2 separate regions of the Pan troglodytes genome follow, and region 2 is linked to region 1. Evidence: chromatin contacts called from public Hi-C data. All regions are on one chromosome and are shown on one strand. Each heading gives the region's core, a stretch centred on a gene start, on an enhancer-like site or on the middle of the called end of the contact. The rest is flanking DNA. Distances are from core to core; before and after follow the strand shown.

Region 1 (2,700 bases), core at 174-2,673:
TTTGCCTTTATTTTACCTGATATAATCCTTCAAACGAAAATGCTCGTACTTATTTTTGATCACTTAATATACTTGGCCATTTAACAATACAGATTAAACTTGTGTTATTCTGTTAGAAAACCGAGAGATTGTTTTCTATAGTCTTTGACTGCATGCATAGTCTAGGGCTGGACTGGGGAGGAGAGGATAATTTGGCCACAATAGGATTCCTTATTATCTGTCTCTTCCCTCCCAACCCCTCCCCCCACCCCTGCCCCATACAGGAGACCCTCAGATACATTTCTGTCAGTACCCTCAGTTACATATTTTGGGAGACGTAATACTTAATGAACCAAAACTCTGTTTTGCTGGCAGGGAAAAAATGGGCTGATACAATCAAGATAATCCTATCAACTTTAGGATTATTAGGAATGTTGATAATCCTATCAACATTCTATCAACTCTGTAATCAGAAAAATATATTTAAAATAATGCGTGTTTGTTAAAAATAACCAAACAAAATACAGAAAAAAGCAAAGTAAAAATTGACAATCCCCTAACTCCAGTGTTGGTGGTTAGGGACAGAAGAAGGGTGGAGGATGTCTTTTGTCTGTGTTACATGATTACAACGAAAGTCACTCTTCATTCTGGTAGAGCCATAGAAATCTGGCCGAGCAGAGGCAGCTGTGCCTGAGGAGCCTGACTTCGGATCAGCTGTGTTCATCCTTGCTAACCTCCCAAAGGGAGGAAGCTCAGGAAACCACCGTAGAACCCCCTAAAAGGGGAGGGTGGCTACAGCTGAGCAGGTGGGGGCAGGCAGGAGTGGAGAGAGGTGAGGATGATGAGTCAGGCAGGTGAGATGGGGGCTTTGTAGGTTATGTTAAGGCTCCTAGACTTAGCATTTCAGGCAGGGATGTGACCTGATCAGATTTATATTTTGCTTGCATTGCTGATGGACATTGGTTCAGTGCTCATTGTACTGGAAGGGTCAAGAATAGAGGCAGGGACCCAAATTTAGGGGGCTTCCCAGGGAATCCAGGGGAGAGGTGTTGTGGCCTGGACTAGATTTGGAACATCCAGAAGGGGACTGGAGCAATGACATACCTATACCTAGTCCCAGAGGGCCCTGATCTAGCTAAGGACAGAGCGTGCAGTCTTGCAGCTGCTGGGCTGATGACATGCTGGGGAGTGTATACCTGGGAAATTCTGGTACAGACATAAAGGAAATGCTCAAGCCTCCACCTATGAATTTGCCCGGTGATTAAAATCATACTTCCTAAGCTTTATAGAAGCCCTCTGTTTGTCCCGCAAAGGGCCACTAGCACAAGGAAATACATAATGTGTTCCCTTGTCATTTTATAAAAATGTAGACTGGTGCTGCCTGCTGTGAAAATGCCAGTCAGGTTGCTTCCTTCATAGTAATCAGTGGATTCTTTTGTCCATTTCTGAGTGGAGGATTAGCCCTCTGTTTGCCCCACAAAGGGCCACCAGCACGAGGAAATACATAGTGTGTCCCCTTGTCATTTTATAAAAATGTAGACTGGTGCTGCCTGCTGTGAAAATGCCAGTCAGGTTGCTTCCTTTGTAGTAATGAGTGGATTCTTTTGTCCATTTCTGAGTGGAGGATTCCTTTCCATAACGTGGTGTATTTTCAGTGTTTCTCTCAGAGGAGGAGTGCCTTTCTGGTGTCATCTGTCCTGTTGGTAGCAGAGTTCTGCTGCTGAATTAAACCTTTGTGTCGGCCTTGGCCACTCTTATGGCTCTGCTGGAGGTAAAGCCAGTGGAGTGGCCTTGTGGCATTTGCTCCGAGTTGTTGCTCATTTTTCTGAGATTATCAGAGGCCTTAGAGGAAGCATTGCGGATTTCATTATGCTCCGATAACTATCACGTTGTCGATAATATGGTTCTGATAAGAGTGATGGGGGATGGTGGGGTTTTGTGAGTTGACAGACGTGGGTTTGAGACCCAGCTCTCCATTCAGAAGCCAGCGCCAGGCCTGTTTCTCTTCTCTGAGTTTTAGTGTCCTCAGGTGGAGGGGAGGATAATATTAATAACACCTTCCTGATGTGGCTCCACTGGGCTGGCCACGCCATGGGCACCCAGCACGGGGTGGCTGCCCTGGTTCGTGTTAACCATCAGCAGGGTTGGAGAGCTCCCTCCTTACTGGTGTTGGAGGTCATTACCTGGCGGGGGATGTGGTAGATAAAGCACCTTTTATTGTCCCTACACAAGGCAACTATGGGGTAACACAATATAAGTTATTCAGATTAGAGAAAATATGAACTCTTGCTACAGTGTTACTGCAGACAGGCAAATATGGTTTGTTAGGATGACATTTTAAAAAAGTCATTTTGAGTTACAGAATAAAATCAAACAAAATTCCTTTAATCACCAGGGCTGGGATGGAAATAAGGCAAAATGTTGACTCCTTTGAAAGACAATTTTTTGGGTTTTTTTGTTTTTTTTTAAAAAAACTTTATGTGTTGATGGTTTACTCTGGTCTAGTCGTTCCTACTCCTATTCTGAAAGCAGGCTTTGAATTCCTGATTGTGTACAGGATTGTGTACAAACAATCAGGAATTCATCATTCATATGAAGAAGTTCTGTTTTTCCCTCTAGTGTCATGAATATTTTCATGTACGTATATGTTATGTGACTAGTGTTAAGAATGCATGTATTATATATGTGCATGCATCTCATTTACATTGAATGTAGCTAAAA
Region 2 (2,700 bases), core at 145-2,644, 180 kb after region 1:
TGAAATCAGCCAAATAGAGAACTAACAGGCACACTGCCTAACTCCTTGTGTAACTGTCATTGGTGTGAGTCACTGGGGCAGCGTGATTAGGTCTGTGAGCTGGATAGCAAGGCTGTCATTATTCTCAAGGCCTTCTGCTGACTGCTGCTCTTGGTAAGACATACAGAATCTATGGGCACCTCCTCTTACCGCTCTATGCTAGATGAGGCGTCTCCACGTTGAGTTGTAGCAGATACAGCTAAGAAAGTAAAAGAAATGAAAATCTCATCAAAAGGATTGGGGTTAGTCTCATTCTTCATGCATACCCAAACCGTGGTAACTTTGATTTTTTTATTATCCAGTATGGATTGTTTAGAGGAGACAGATGGCTTTCCAGTTCATCAAATTTTTTCAATTATCTAAAAGGAATTGCTATGCTTGGAGCAAGTCATTTCAATAAATCTCATTCATATTTACCTGCTGCTTCCTTTTAAATGGAAGAAGAGAATGTTTTTCAAGTACACTTGAAAAATAGCATATGTGAATTAGAAACTTTCTCTGTAAACTAGCAGAGTAGAAATAAGAGGCCAGCATTCAGCACCAGGTAGGCTGGATTCCTTCTTAGGTGGCTGAAGCTGGCTATGGGGCTGGTCTCATCATATCTAAAGAACTGCCCAGCTTTTACGCATTTTGAATGTGGTGGAACCAACTGCATATTTTTATATGAGAGCGGCAAATAGTCATTGTGTTCCAGTTTGCTTCTCGGGTCATCTAAACGTCAGAGGCCATGCCACAAGCACCGTAACTGAGGGATATAGTGTGACTGTGGTCTATCGGACACCGTGTGGTCCAGGCCAGTGACCTGTGGAGCTGAATCATGACTTCCCAGATGACTCCCAGAGCCTTAGAGGGGACTGGTGCGTGTCTCCAAATGATTTTCACCTGGGCCTCTTTGAAGTCGGGAGAGATACGTGCAGTATGGTAGATGTGGAGAGGGAGAGGCATGGTGTGTCCAGAAATTAGCAGGACCTGATCCATATACGTGGATTCTGAAGCAGTGCACTTACTAGATTAAAAAAAACAATGTACTTACTGGATTTAAAAAGTGTGTATTTTTTTGTGAGATGCAGTTTGTAAGATGCATTGTTAACTAGGCCATATACTTTTTCCATTGGCTCTCAGCTCTCAAGAAGCTCTTTAGTTTTTAGCATTGGATCAGTAAACACTTATTAAAATGTTCCCAGCATTTGTTTGCCATCTTCTCTTTCAGCTGGGCCCAGCTGTGCCCTCAAACCCTGCCTGTCTCTTCCCTGACTGATCATGTTCTCCCAGCTTCTACAGAGGCTTCCATAGCATTGTGCTTGGTAGCAGACACCAGACAGAATCTCAGCCAGCTCAGTCCAGGCGCACGGGCTCCTGGTCTCCCGGGGTGTGGTTACTCGTGTCTCCTCGGGGCCTTCCGCCCTCCACATTCCAGTGCCAGGCCCTGGACCTTTGTCTCTATTCATGATAAAACATTTTTAGGAAATGCTGACGCTCAGTGAAGAAATGGAAACACTAACTCTTTGTTCTCTTCCTAACAGACACGAGACGACTTCCTGGGCCAGGTGGACGTGCCCCTTAGTCACCTTCCGGTAAGGACAGTCTCATGTTTGATGCTTCGTGCTGGGGGCGGGGGTTTCTAATTGTCTGTAGTCAGCATATTTTCAGAGTGGCATTTCTTCACCACGGTGGAGAAGGCTGAAATGAAGCATGTGTGCTGTGGCCTTAGTCCTTTCTGGAAAGTGGTCCTTTCAAGGGGATGGAGGAGAAGCTGGCTGTAAGAGTAGTCAAGGGTGCCTGAGTCGTGCGCTTGCGTTCCCATCCACCAGCTCCCTCTCTTTTCTGCACTTCAGCTGCTCCACCTTTGTGTATCACATCTTACAAAACAGACACCTCCTTCACTCAGGCCTCCCTTCTTGTCACTTACTGTCTCTGCTTCCTAATGCATCCTCCGGGTCCCATCAGATGTTTGCACTCTTTGTCTGGAACCGCACATGCCATTTCTCTTGGATACCTCTACACAAACTATAATAGCATTTCCCAGATTTTGGTGTCTGGCTTTCTCAGTCAGCATGGTGACAAAAGAAGAGCCTGTTCATTCTGAGTGAACTTGTCAGCTGGGAACACCCACCCTCGCTGGAACACGCACTGAGTTAGCATGTGTGGCGCTGCCATTTCTCTCTGCTCAAAGTAGCGGAGCAGTCGAGGCTGTTGACTAGTGACGGGTATTAGGGCTGACACCCGAAACAGGAGGCAGGGCAGACAGAATGTGTAGTTGGGACCTGGAGGCCTTGAGAAAGGTGGATCCCCATCTCCTATTCCAGCTTCAGTTTTCCGGCTTGTCCCAGCCTTCCTCCTGGCCTTCTTCCCTGGGCAGCACGACGACGTGATAGAAGTAGCAGCTGAGAGAGGAAAGGCGAATGTTTCTGCCTTACAAGGGCATTGTGTTATTTTTTTAAATGCTTTGTGTGAGCAAGTAGCATAAATAGTCTATAAAGTAAAGTGACTTAACCCCCTAGCATAAGCTTCCTGCTGTGTGGAAATTATGGCTGTTTCCATATGTTAAATACCAAGTAAGCTTTGAAGATGTGTTGTGAAGGAAGGTGATAGCAAGTAATTTACTCTTACTCACTCAGGGGAGCTGTTAAGGAAGAAAGTTGCAAGGTTCCAAAGGACTGG

The links. A called contact is a pair of places that touch in the nucleus more often than the background predicts.
Region 2: a contact with region 1 is called in a Hi-C map of stem cell-derived neural progenitor cells, with 4 times the contacts expected there. The contact joins two enhancer-like sites. A contact is called at or near these places in 2 of 7 Hi-C or Micro-C datasets (blood and stem cell-derived neural progenitor cells).

Annotation. Positions count from the first base shown.
Region 1 is chr17:68,198,273-68,200,972 of NHGRI_mPanTro3-v2.0_pri, forward strand. All of the region lies in intron 1 of NEDD4L (NEDD4 like E3 ubiquitin protein ligase), which reads left to right. Among named protein-coding and RNA genes, the nearest start is that of NEDD4L, 96 kb to the left of the region's middle. Within about 2 kb of position 1,424, at least 2 of the 24 cell types and tissues checked have an H3K27ac peak or open chromatin away from gene starts, as enhancers often do. A contact at or near this core is called in stem cell-derived neural progenitor cells, where this site is marked.
Region 2 is chr17:68,380,662-68,383,361 of NHGRI_mPanTro3-v2.0_pri, forward strand. NEDD4L (NEDD4 like E3 ubiquitin protein ligase) reads left to right here. Exons shown (of 31, transcript XM_001140979.7): 6 at 1,563-1,613. Among named protein-coding and RNA genes, the nearest start is that of MIR122, 130 kb to the right of the region's middle. Within about 2 kb of position 1,395, at least 6 of the 24 cell types and tissues checked have an H3K27ac peak or open chromatin away from gene starts, as enhancers often do. A contact at or near this core is called in stem cell-derived neural progenitor cells, where this site is marked.